4 separate regions of the Mus musculus genome follow, and regions 1, 3 and 4 are each linked to region 2. Evidence: chromatin contacts called from public Hi-C, promoter capture Hi-C and targeted proximity ligation data. All regions are on one chromosome and are shown on one strand. The core of a region is the stretch at or near the end of the contact, and the rest is flanking DNA. Distances in the headings are between cores, read along the strand shown. Region 1 overlaps Pip5k1b (phosphatidylinositol-4-phosphate 5-kinase, type 1 beta). Region 2 holds the start of Pip5k1b (phosphatidylinositol-4-phosphate 5-kinase, type 1 beta). Region 3 overlaps Pip5k1b (phosphatidylinositol-4-phosphate 5-kinase, type 1 beta). Region 4 holds the start of Pip5k1bos (phosphatidylinositol-4-phosphate 5-kinase, type 1 beta, opposite strand).

The links. Promoter capture Hi-C pulls out the DNA fragments that hold promoters and counts their contacts. Hi-C and Micro-C count contacts between places; a contact is called where the count stands out from the background.
Region 1: a Hi-C map of nephron progenitors shows a contact between it and region 2, with 2.3 times the contacts expected there. A contact is called at or near these places in 6 of 39 promoter capture datasets (the HPC-7 cell line, cranial neural crest, embryonic stem cells and 3 more), 6 of 484 Hi-C or Micro-C datasets (the AML12 cell line, the Ba/F3 cell line, granulosa cells and 2 more), 6 of 130 datasets of targeted methods (astrocytes, differentiating embryonic stem cells, embryonic stem cells and 1 more) and 2 of 9 other capture datasets (liver and pancreatic islet).
Region 3: a promoter capture Hi-C map of pre-B cells shows a contact between it and region 2, with 2.7 times the contacts expected there. A contact is called at or near these places in 11 of 39 promoter capture datasets (the 3T3-L1 cell line, the C10 cell line, the HPC-7 cell line and 7 more), 2 of 484 Hi-C or Micro-C datasets (the G1E-ER4 cell line and nephron progenitors), 16 of 130 datasets of targeted methods (bone marrow-derived macrophages, craniofacial prominence, embryonic basal ganglia and 11 more) and 1 of 9 other capture datasets (pancreatic islet).
Region 4: a targeted proximity ligation map of embryonic stem cells shows a contact between it and region 2, with 5 times the contacts expected there. A contact is called at or near these places in 5 of 39 promoter capture datasets (the 3T3-L1 cell line, the HPC-7 cell line, hematopoietic stem and progenitor cells and 2 more), 4 of 130 datasets of targeted methods (embryonic stem cells, fetal liver and heart atrium) and 2 of 9 other capture datasets (liver and pancreatic islet).

What each region holds. Positions count from the first base shown.
Region 1 is chr19:24,371,100-24,373,849 of GRCm38.p6, forward strand. The region is part of intron 7 of Pip5k1b (phosphatidylinositol-4-phosphate 5-kinase, type 1 beta); the gene reads right to left. Among named protein-coding and RNA genes, the nearest start is that of Pip5k1bos, 44 kb to the right of the region's middle.
Region 2 is chr19:24,554,063-24,557,122 of GRCm38.p6, forward strand. It overlaps Pip5k1b (phosphatidylinositol-4-phosphate 5-kinase, type 1 beta), which reads right to left and starts at 1,810. Exons shown (of 15, transcript NM_008846.3): 1 at 1,703-1,810. Gm50341 (predicted gene, 50341) reads left to right here and starts at 2,270. Exons shown (of 2, transcript NR_169181.1): 1 at 2,270-2,322; 2 at 2,946-3,060.
Region 3 is chr19:24,329,694-24,332,765 of GRCm38.p6, forward strand. All of the region lies in intron 13 of Pip5k1b (phosphatidylinositol-4-phosphate 5-kinase, type 1 beta), which reads right to left. Among named protein-coding and RNA genes, the nearest start is that of Fxn, 51 kb to the left of the region's middle.
Region 4 is chr19:24,414,520-24,417,266 of GRCm38.p6, forward strand. It overlaps Pip5k1bos (phosphatidylinositol-4-phosphate 5-kinase, type 1 beta, opposite strand), which reads left to right and starts at 1,490. Exons shown (of 6, transcript NR_167769.1): 1 at 1,490-1,671. The region is part of intron 3 of Pip5k1b (phosphatidylinositol-4-phosphate 5-kinase, type 1 beta); the gene reads right to left.

The DNA.
Region 1 (2,750 bases), core at 87-2,586, 180 kb before region 2:
ACAGCTGGGCTTGTGGGGATTCGAACTCAGGTCTTCACACTTGCACAGCAGGAGTTTCACCCAAGGTCCCACCCTCTCCCCTCCCCCTCCCCCCATCCCACCTCGACTTCCTACAGTACTTCCACTGACAGATGCACGAAGAGGAGACTGAGTCTCCCTTGTCACCCTGTAGATTTCCCAGCCAGCAAATCTTCCTTCCCTTTTGACCCTAACATTAAAGGTCCAGTAGCAAGCACACCTAGGTCTTGCATTATAAGCAAGCCTTTTCACCCGAGAATATAAACAGCTCCACAGTCTCTTAAGTAACATCAATTTCACCTCTCCCCCACCCCCCGAGCCCCCCACACATCCTTTAAATAAACTAGCTTAACTCTTCATTGTGCCAAATAGAACCCAGAGGGGCAATCTGTCATTTGGATGTAAAATTCTGATACGAATCTGTTTGTTGATCACACCAGTCTACTTCACTTCCATTTTAATTTTGAAGCAGATAGCCATCTGCCCGAGGAAAGGAAAAAAAAAAAGATTGTTTACTGGAGGTTTTCTCTGTTAAATTAAGAGGCTTACAAATCTCTTAATTTAAAACACCAGGGGGAGAAGGACACATACCTAAGGGAGGCAGGGGTCAACGTCAAATCAAGGTCTGATGATCACTACAAGGCTTCCATGGGAAAAAGTCACTGAAATATAAATACACTTCTGCTAAACTAATGACTCAGTATGAGGATAGCCAGTGCAGTTCTAATCCCAAGTGACTCAAAGTGGAAATCATCTGCCTTATTAAATTCTCCATGCCGTTTCTGGCACGCATTTCAGCAAAACGGGATGTTCCCTCCAGAAGGACTGGAAGTAACTGGAAACACAGAAGTGCATAGAAGACAGATTTCTCGGAGTGGCACCCATGCCCGCCTCTCTTTATCCTCAGATATTCTACTTATTATTCTTTTGTTCAGACACAGTTTCCAAGAGCTATTTGCTAATTACCCACTGAGCGCAAGCATGTAGAGACAAAGGCCGAGGCTTGATTCTCAGGCTTAAGGATCTCTTCATGAGAAAATAACAAGGTATTAAATATCTCATGAAGGAGGTGAGGTGGGGAGGAGCAGGAAGCGCCGCACGGTGATCTCAGAGGAAGGGGTGTCCCAGTAGTCCTGAGATGAGTAAGAGAGGGGGAGAGAAGAAGACAGGAAAATATGGTCTGGCAGAATAAGCCAAGAGAGTAAGGGGTACGCTAGGGGCCACGGGTTGAAAGTTAACGGCGCACTGAAATGAGCAAAGAGGCTATTGAAATTGCAGATGAATACCCAGAGTTTCTACGAAGGCAGATCCAATAAGGTGGATTCATGTGGTAATCAGGAGGCAGACTGGAGGAGGCATGGTGATTTACTGCTGTGTGCAGAGCGTGGGAGAGGACGGAAGAAAAGACAATTAAGAATCAGGGTGCTGCTCTGGCCAACTAGCTACCTGATGGTCACGCTGTCTGGACTGGGAAAGCCAAGCAGAGTACAGACTTGGGGACGATAGCACAATGCATGGAAAAGCAGTTTTCACAGGGATGCTCAACTTGGTTTTTCTATTACGCCGAAGCCCACAGAGAGTTTGGATTTCTACTCTCTGTTTGTGACAGCAGGTGACCCGTGATGTACGGGCAGTCTTCACTGATCTTTCCTTGAGATAGTTTCACTTATAGAAGTGGATAATTATCATGGTGATGGAGTCTGAGGGGAAGGGAGTGCCTCGAGAAAGGGGACCAGTTATTTACATGTCCACCTTTCCTCATTCGCAGCTAGTAACATGGGGGCCAGGGGAGGTCCCAGAACCTAGACGATTACATTTGGAAAAGGCTCTTAGGGTCCTGTATGGGAACCAGACTCAGCAGGTTTGAAGTATACAAGATTGGTTTTTGAGAAGAGTTTCGAGTGGTGTACGCACCATGGGATGAAACTGGTGAGGGACTGGCCATCACAAAGGGAAGGCTGACACACAGGGGTTCACGGATCACTGGGTAATCCAGAAAGAGAGATGGGGCTTTTAACCAGAGTGCTTGCTTGTATGCTGAGGTCATGTAGCCCACTCCAAAAGACAGTCCAGACAGGACGCTTTGGGTTGGAAGCAGGGAAGCAATTCACAGGAAACAGGAGGACAGCACAGCCCCAGCCAGCTCAACAAGTCACATAGGAATCTCCCAACAGCACTCAGGCTAAATGGAATTCCCTGGTCTGAGACCTTACAGCAGAGTGTATATGAAAGATGGAGGGAGGATGGAAAGCTGGGGAATAGATCAAGCACACAGCAGACTTCCGGTGCCTGTTCAGAAGACCACAGAGAAGCTGGGGGTAGGGGGAAACTGCTGTGGGTTCTTTATTTTTTGTATTTGTTCAGTTTTAGTTCACGGTCCACAGTGATAGATTTAATAACGACATTTTCATCTAATTGTATCAAATACGGCCATGCTCATCCCCTTCATCATCCTCTCTTTCCTCTCCCTCTTCTTTTGGCCGACCGATTTCTGAACCCCAAATAAGCGCCCCCTCTACCTCCACATCATGCATGCATGTATATATTCTAGATTGCGCACATGAGAGGAATATGCAATGTCGTTTTTAATCAGACTCATTTTGCTTAACGGGAAGATCTGCAGTTTCCATCCATCTTCCTGCAGATGACCTAAATGTAATTCTTCTTTAGGGCTGAATAGGAAACAACACTGTGTATACACATCACATTTTCTTTATCCATTTGTCTGTCCA
Region 2 (3,060 bases), core at 560-3,059:
TTAAAGAAAAGAAGACTTCACTAGTACAGGGCTGGCTCTGAATGAGGGACAGCAAGGCTGGCTTTAACTGGAAGGACCGATTGTCACTGTGATAAACCCCAGAATCCGAGTCCCCCATGCCTCCTCTAAACCTATGATAAGCATCTTCACCACACCTCCCTCAGAAGTGGTTGAAATAAGATGAGCATACTGAAAAGCAATTAAAAATTGCAAGACACTGATGCAAATATTAGGTGGGTTTTTTTTCCCCCCCAGTCCCTCCAGTTTTCTTAGTTTGGATAAAAATGTAATATGGCTTTATCTGTAAGCACTGTTCAACTTTCCTGCCCAAGGATGGCTGCACTTCCCATGCATCCTGGGGGGGGGGGGTCCTCCACCTTTGTACACAGAACCCAGCATTTTCTTCAGCTTAGAGATCGCACAGGACACTTAAGGCTCAACCTTGAACTTGGTTGGGTAAGTTTTTGTTTTTGTTTTTCTGTTTTGCCTTTCAGTGGGCAGCCCTCTGACAGAAGCTTCCATGAACCCCCATCACACTGGAGTCTAAGGAAAACCAATCCTTGGACTTTGATCTACTCCAACGACTGCAAAAACACTACAGCCTCTACACAGAACAAGAGGGAAGTCTCCCGGAAGAGAGGTGAAAGGGGCCCTTTACAGCTAAGTTCAAGAGAACAGCCTCGGACTACTTCTTAGATCAGATTAATCAGGTCTCAGTCCTTATGGACCATTCATTTTACAGGGGGACCTCTACCAGGCTGAGAATGCCATCAAGGGGCAGAGCCAGGGCAGAGGCGGGGGTGGGGGGGGTGGGGGGGATGGCTACTTGAGAGTCAGCATGCGCTTCCTTTACATAGCATCATAGTAAATAGCAGATCCTGTTCAAAGTCCTGACTTCAGTAGACATGAAGAACAAATTCACTGACTACCCAAACAACTTCTCTGGAACAGGTTTCTACCCAAGCGTGCTGTGCACAGCAGACAGCCGGCTTGAGAGGGTGGGGGTAAGAAATGAGAACATGCTCATCTGCATAGATGAGAGATAAGCAGACGTTTGTTGTCTTCGGTTCTGACGACTCCTGGCACCAGAGTGGCAAGTCCAACTCCAGCGCTCTCCCCATCCCCCCCGCCACCCCCCACCCCCGCCCCAGATGTTGAATCGTCACATTGACAGGGCCATTGAAGACAGGGGACTGTAAAAGTCGGCGGCTGTTTTCAGGCTGGAACTGTAGTTCACCTGTTCCACCCGGCGCCAGAGCCAGAAATCAAGCAGAACGCCACTCGTGGAAGCCCCTCTGTACATCCCGGGGGGCGCCTAACAAGTTCGCTGCTGTTTAGAAGCAGGGGAGAATGACGGAGACACCTCTCCTGCTGCAACAAAACTCAGCAGGTTCCCCAGAAACGAGGGAGGGGTCTCTGACTTAAGTGAGCCCGAGGGATCACTGGGTGTCACTGCGGCCCTAGGGATCAGGGTAGCGAGGCGGTCGGTGCCCACGGGGACTGCGCAGCTGTGGCCCCCGAGGAGCGAAGGTCCTGGTTTGACGACCACGGGCGCCCCCTCCATGTCACCCCCAGCACAACTTGGACAGGCAAAGTGGAAAGGTGGAGAGCAGGTCAGGTCCCAGCAGAGACACACAGAGCCTCAGGCGCGGCGGCAAGGGAGGGTGTAGGCAGGGTTGCCGGGGACGCGCAGGAAACTTACCTCCTTCGGCCGGCGTGCTGGAGCCTTGGCGGCCGAGACCAGTTGCGCCACCGCGGGCAAGTTGTCGGGATGTCGTGGGTTCTCCGGTGGCTGCAGCGGGCGGCGGGCGGCGGGCGGGGCGGAGCCGGAGCAGCGCCGGGGGGTGGGGTGGGGGGGCGGGCAGGTGCCGGGCCCTGCCGCGGGGCCACACTGGGCTCGGACGCGCGGCGACGGGGACGCGCGGCTGCGAGTGTGCAATGCGCGCGCGCCGCGGCCGGTGTGCGTGTCCCCGCGTTCCCCTTCCTTCCCGCCGCTCCTCTGGTCGGCAGAACGGCAAGCGGACCACTAGGACCAGACAGCGCCGGGTGGCGCGGCGAGGCGAGATCGGGGGATGGAGGCCGAGGAGTGGCGGTGCCCCGCAGCCACGGGCCCCCGCACGGCGCGCCGGAGTCCGAGCGGGGCGGGCAGCGAGCAGGCTGCACGGCGGCCGCGACTCCGGGAGGCTGCAGGCCCCGCCCGCCGGCCGCCCAGGCTCTTCCCCTTTTCTCTCCACCCTCTGCTCTGTCCCGCACGCCCTGCAAGGAAGCCAGACCGGTTTGCAGCAGCAGAGCAGCCCGCAGTCGGACCTAACGCTCTAGTCGGTGCGTGGGAGATTGTGCGCCCGGGCCACTGTGCAGCCAGGACTCAGAGCAGGGGTGAAGCGGCTCCCTGAGATTAGCGGGATCCTCCAAAGCTCCAGAGCTTCTGGGAGCTTCTCAGAGTCTCGAAGCCTCACTGCTGTGGACTGTGTTGGGGTAGGGCGTGCCGCTGCCAGTGTCCCTGGCCACCAGTCGGGCAATGCCAGACTTGACTCCTCTTCCTTGAGGAGCCAGCACTTAAGCAAGCAGAGCCCTCCCCTATACCCCCTTTATCAGGAAGGGACGCGCAAAGGTTCTGAGACCACACTTGTCTCCCTTCTAAGGATAGCAGGTGCTCTCAAGAAGGACGATCTATCCAACAGGTTAGGGATGGGCTAGTGAGGGGTCCCGCGCCATTGAGCTACAATGGGGGCGCGCCTGCTGGAGCCACTTGGAATCTCACTAGGTTAGTTTAGCTTCGAAGAGGGTAGGGGCTAGATCTAAGGATCCGTTTGGAGTTGTGCTGTTCTGAACGCTAAAATTAAATTTATCTAACAGGCACAGGAAGAGAGCGACTCCCTCCCAGTTGGGTCGAAGCAAGTGGTACAGTTCAGCTTTATCACTTCCTTCCACTTTCCCCTCCTCAGACAAAACAAAACACTTGTGGGAAAGAAAACTTGCGTTCTGTCAGAGGAAGACCAGCATTTGATGACCCTTGCTTGAGGACACTCCCTTGAGGCTCTACAAAGAGCACCTGCAGGC
Region 3 (3,072 bases), core at 423-2,922, 220 kb before region 2:
TATGTTTACAAAATGCAACACAATTGGCTCTCTGTGCCAATCCTTGAGATGTCTCACAAACTTGCTAAGAGCCCATCTGATGTAAAGAAGTAGTCAGTATTCATGTCCTGGGCTGCAGAGATCAATTAGTTGGTAAAGCATCTTGTCACACAAGCATGGGGACTGAGTTTGATTCACAGGACCCATTGTGAACTATTATAATCCCAGCACTGGGAATATAGAGACAGGAGAATCCCTGGGTCCTGCTGGTTAGCCAGCTTAGCCTAATTAGTGAGCTTCAGGTTCCAGTGAGGGACCCTGTCTCAAAAAACAAAGCAGATGGTACCTGAGGAAAAATTGTATCTAAGGCTGTCTTCATGTACACACGTGCATATGCACCCACATACCCATGAGGTTTCACACACTATTAACTATCAATTAGCAGGAAAGGGGCAAAATACTGATAGCTAATTATGATTCAAAGCCATAAAATCCTAAGTGTTGCTTGGATAACTCCCAGTTAAAATGAATTCCGATAAAATTGAAATGTCTCCAAGATCTGCAAAATACAATGTGTAGGATGTGCAGTGTCAGAATGACTCCACCCAGTAGGCCTTCAGTCTGAGGGCAGAGAGAGACTCATGGGCAGTACTATAGCTGGAGTACTCTAAACATAAGAAACACAAAGCTTGCTTCAATAAAACCAAACCAAACCAAACCAGTCATGTGTGGTGGCATACATCTTAAATCCCAATTCTTGGAAGGAAGAGGCAGGCAGGTCTCTTGAAGGTCAAGGACAGCCTCATCTACACACAGTGAGACCCTGTTTCAACAGTAACAGCAGCAACAACAATAGCAATAGCAACAGCAGCAACAACCACCACTGCCAGCAGCACCCCAACATTCTGGGTCTTCCCACCTTTCTGTTTGGCACTGATGCTACCCCACAGTCAGAGCCCTTGGCCTCGCTAATAGTCCCTAACCTTGAATTGAGGCACTGGAAGCTCTAGATGTCTTCCTCCAAAAAACGTGGCATTGTGGCATTTCAGAAAACATGCAAGTAGGAAGGTCACTTACTCTCTGACCTTCTCTTGCTCAAACTCCTGAAGCCAGCCCTCAGTTTCTCTTTGAAGAAGAGAAAGACTGTTGGAGCAGGGACACGGAGAATCTGAGTAGCAGGCTTGCTAGCTCCTATAGTTTATACCTATGAGATTACACTGCCTTTGTGCAGCTGTACCTGTAGAAACCCGTTTTCTTATCAAACAGCGTAAAGTGCACAGGTGTCTCCATGTCTTTGAGGATTCAGCTAAAAAGGCTACTTGGCCACAAGAAGGACTGCTAAATCAATCTATGTGTTCCTTTATTTTATCCAAAAGGTTGGGTTATTATCCACTCTGTCTTGTTATAAGGGCCTCAACTGTGAACCTAGTAGCGGCAGAAGAAAATAATTTTCTTCCTCTTCTAAGAGTCTTAGGGCAGGTAGTATTTTTTCCAGCCTCCCTTGCAGCTACTGATGGCCATGTGATACATTTCTGGATCTGAACCATTTACTGTTACAGGTACAAGTAGAGAACTCTTCCTCATAAAGGAGCAGAAGCTTTGAAATGAGAAGTCTCAATCCCCTACTAGCCTGGGCCAAGGCAAAGTTGCCTAAGATACCAAGATGTAAAACCCTTGTGGGAACCAGTCCCTTTGGGAAATGGAAATTGAATTCTCTGTTACTTCCCAGAAGCCACCTGGCCCTTATCTCTGCCGAGCAGCCTGACCACAGCATCCTGATACCTATTTTTAAAAATTTACTTAATTTTTTTTACGTGTAGGAATGGTCTGCCTGCATATATATATATATCTGTGCACCATGTGTGTTCAGTGCCTACAGAGGCAGAAGAGGGTATATGGCCCTCTGGAACTGGGTTCACAGATGGTTGTGAGCCACCATGTGGATGCTGGGAAATGAACCCAGGTCCTCTCTGAGAGCAGTAAGTGTCCTTAACCACTGAGCCATCTCTCCAGCTGTACACTCTGATACCGTAAGGACCAGAAGTCCCCTCATAAAGATTTTTCTTTCAACAGTTATTTTTGCTCACAGTAGTTCTTTTCCCCTGATGCTTTTCTGCACAACAAAAACCACCATAAAAAAAAATCCCAAAAACCCAAACTCTCCTTTAGGCGGGGTTGCTCTCATTTCTCTTGGGGGCAGCCCAGTAGTTCATGCCTAAAATAAAGAACTTTGTCCTCAACGTAGCTCTGGTGGTCTCACTCTCTCACCAGCCCTTACACCCTCCTTTTCCTTTGCTCCATTTTCTTTCTTCCAGAGTTCATGGAGGGGAGACATAATATCTGAAGCCATGGCAGCCATCTTGTGACGATGGGGCAACACAATAGCAAAAAATTAAAAGGTGAGAGAGAGCAGAATGGAGTGATGGGAACACCCTGGATCTTTGAGGATGTCAGCAGGCTGACCTCTATCTTTAGACTTCATCAAGTAAGTGACTAATGTAAATTGAGCCAGAGTCTCTCAATGCCACCTTGAGTGTAATGACATTCTCCGAACATGAGGTTTGTACTGTCCTTTGGGGCCTAGAGGAGAGTGACTCTTGACACCATCGGTGAATGACCCCGAGGACTTTAGCTGTCTTGGACTTCCCACTACCCCAAGACCACCCACATCTCCTGTGCCTAGCTGACAGGCCTCCTTACAGGAAGATCTAGTTCAAGCCATACTTCTTTGTTGCATGGTTGAGAAACTTTGTAAGGCTAAGCAGGGGAGTGACAGTTTATCAAATGTCTCCTACAGCCTCTGTCCCACAAAGATGAGCAGCCAGCTTGGCCCGAGACTAGAACCCACCACCTCACACTGACTCTGCTTCTTGTCACTGAACTCATATTCTGTCCTGTGAACCTTTGGCTCACTTTCTGAAGCATGGAGATCACATTTCATCAGATCAAAACAGAAGCACTCCCACGTGGCACCCGGAGTGTTTATTTATCGTGATTGAATTATAGATTTGAAAGGATAAAAGCTTCATCAGTATGTATGAATTCATTTCATGTAACTTATTATGTTTTTTTTAACATAGTATTAGGTTTGGG
Region 4 (2,747 bases), core at 240-2,739, 140 kb before region 2:
TGAGATGCTGAAAAAGGGTCCTGACACCCAGGGGTTTTGTTTCTTCCTCTATAAAACAAAGGTAGTAAGCTAATGACCAGAAAGGTTTCTTATACATACAAATTACTGAAAGAATACTTTCCGGTTTCATTTTGTTTCCAGCATTTATGGTCAGGAACTGAAAGCCACTTATTTCATATGATTTAATGTTTTTTATTCCACCATTTTTTTTCTGTATCTACTATTTTCTCCCCATTTATAGTCATGCCTGTAGAAGCACTCTTCGGTCATAGTTACACCAGTAGAGATACAACAGAAAGCAAATGTGCCATGCCTCCTTTGGGTTACAACTTTCCAGGTCATACTGATATCAAGAAAGGGGAGCAGATTAGGCATATCCCCAGGTAGTAATGGGGGAAGCAACTTCGCTTCCCATGCCTGCAACCTCCAGCATTACCATATAAGGAAGGCTGGGGCGTCACTGATTTCTGCACCCCGCCCCCCGAGCTCCAAAAGAGCAGTATTGAATTGTTTTTGGAATTGTTTAAGACCACAGATGTCTGAGCTACCAACAAACTATTTAGGACTCTTCCCTGGCAGTGATCACCACTTGGATGGATGTGAGATTGTTTGTAGACCCTTGAGACTTGATCCTAACAAACCCGCTTCCAGTGGCTCATCAGAATGGGATCCCTTGTGGTCCCAGTAGATGCATGACCTGCCGTGATAGCACAGAATGAAGAGTCTGGTCCATCATCAACTGCTCCCTTCAGGATGGCTGCTCCACCTTTCCTGAGGTACACAGTTAATCGGAATGTTTCCATAGTCCAGGCCTTTACGGACTGTGTGCTCTGTCCAACTGTGGTCATCTCCTGGCCATCTTACCACAGCCTTTGTTCAGAGCTAGCTCAGCACTCATGAACTCAATCACCAAATACAAGCCACTTCAAGGAACACTTCTGTTCATAATCAGTCATTTTATTAGAGTCCAAGGATACAGACGACCGTCCCAGCAACTAGGACATGTTGGACTAACAGAACAAAGCAATCTATTAACACTCCTCAGCCACGAATACGCTTTATTCAGTAAGCGACTTGGTAGCTGCTGGATGGATCATCTCAACACTCAGAGTCTATAGGCTATGGATACATATTCTGACTGTAGAGCTCCTTCCATGGGCAGGTCCCATGGCAGTAAGCATTCAGCATACACACAAACAAGGAGTTAAAATCTGGAGATTCCTGTGTTCTATTTTCTGACATGTTCCTTGGGCCTTTGTATAAAAGTTCTGCTCACTCCCCACTACATCCCCCATGGTGGCTGCTGTTCTGTGCATTCTGTGCCTCTTTAAATAGCCTAACCTGCCACCCCACCCCGCCCCACACACACACCTCCATCTTGCCTTCTTCTAGGCCTTGTTAGACACAGCCTGTGCCTGGATAGGATCCTTTAATCTTTGCTCCAGCCCTAGCATCTGATACGGGCTCCAGAGTCTACCTATGGTTGCTTAGCAACAGGCAGGCTTCTGAACTAAACACACACCTGATTTGGTTATCTAGCTTGAGAGAAACTTCTGCCATCCAGTTGGGTAAACGAATGAGCTTTTGAGAGAATGAACTAGTATGTGAACAGAAGTGAACGCAAGCAGCCTTGGCTTCTGCAGACCACCACCAACTAGGGCTGCCAGGCAGGTCAGCACCACAGCTGCTGGGCTCCAATGGAGGAGGTGTGGTGATGGGAGGGGTTCCATCTTGGCTGGGGGCCCTAACCGAGGAACAGGATTGGAAGTGCTTGTGCATCTGTACCACATGGTTCAGTCTGTATGAAAGGTAACCACCTGGTGTTGGGGGCAGGGAACCCCACACAATATGGAAATTTTCTTTCAAAGATTCAAAAAGGAACAAGGAAATGCAAATCTTTCCAGGACAGCTGCCCCTGAGCAGAGCTTAGAGCCAGAGGAAGGCTTAGGGCATCCTCCCAATCAGTATGTCCTCTTGGGCCCTCCTCTCCTTTCTCTGTGTCCTTGGTGATGATGGAGTTTGCTGAGACCCAATCCCTCACCTGGCACAGCTTCGCTGCCTGCAGCTGTTTGTGTGACGACGGCAATGGCACAGAGTCCCTTTGTTCTGTTTATTCTTATCTCTTCAAATCCGGTTCTTGAAACTATTTCAAGACACCCTCCTCTCCCTCAAACACAACAGCAACAACACCCCCAGTATACCTAAAGCCTTGAACCCACAGATGGAAAGAACCAAGAGAAACTGCCTTTCCACTCTGATAACTAAGAACAGAGGCCTGAGGGAGAGGCCAAGTCATACAGAGAATGCTTTCATTGGCTCCCAATCTCCAAATGAGGTCCTTGTACCTGTCCATTCACCCTGTTAAGATTACAGAACTCTTCTTAACCTGTACCAGACCAGATATGCCTAGGTTAGTCTGTTTCTCAGTCCTCTGAACAATCTTCTAAAGCCAAGAATTAGCTAAGTCAAAAACTTCCATAGGAGGGTTTCTCTTTCTTGGCTCGAGTGATATGTTAGACTGGATACTTTTAGGTTGTGGGGGAGAGTCCTGTATGGCCTCCATTTGCTCTAAGCAAGTCACCCCTCTTCCCCTGATAGGACACTCCCACATGTCTATAGACACTGCTAAACACCCACTGTTGAGAACCGTATTTTCATTTAAGTGTAAAACTTGCAGGGCCTACACTAAGTAAGTCATTTCTCTCTGTGGGTGACAATGCCACGTGAATACTTGCTCTACCGTCAGC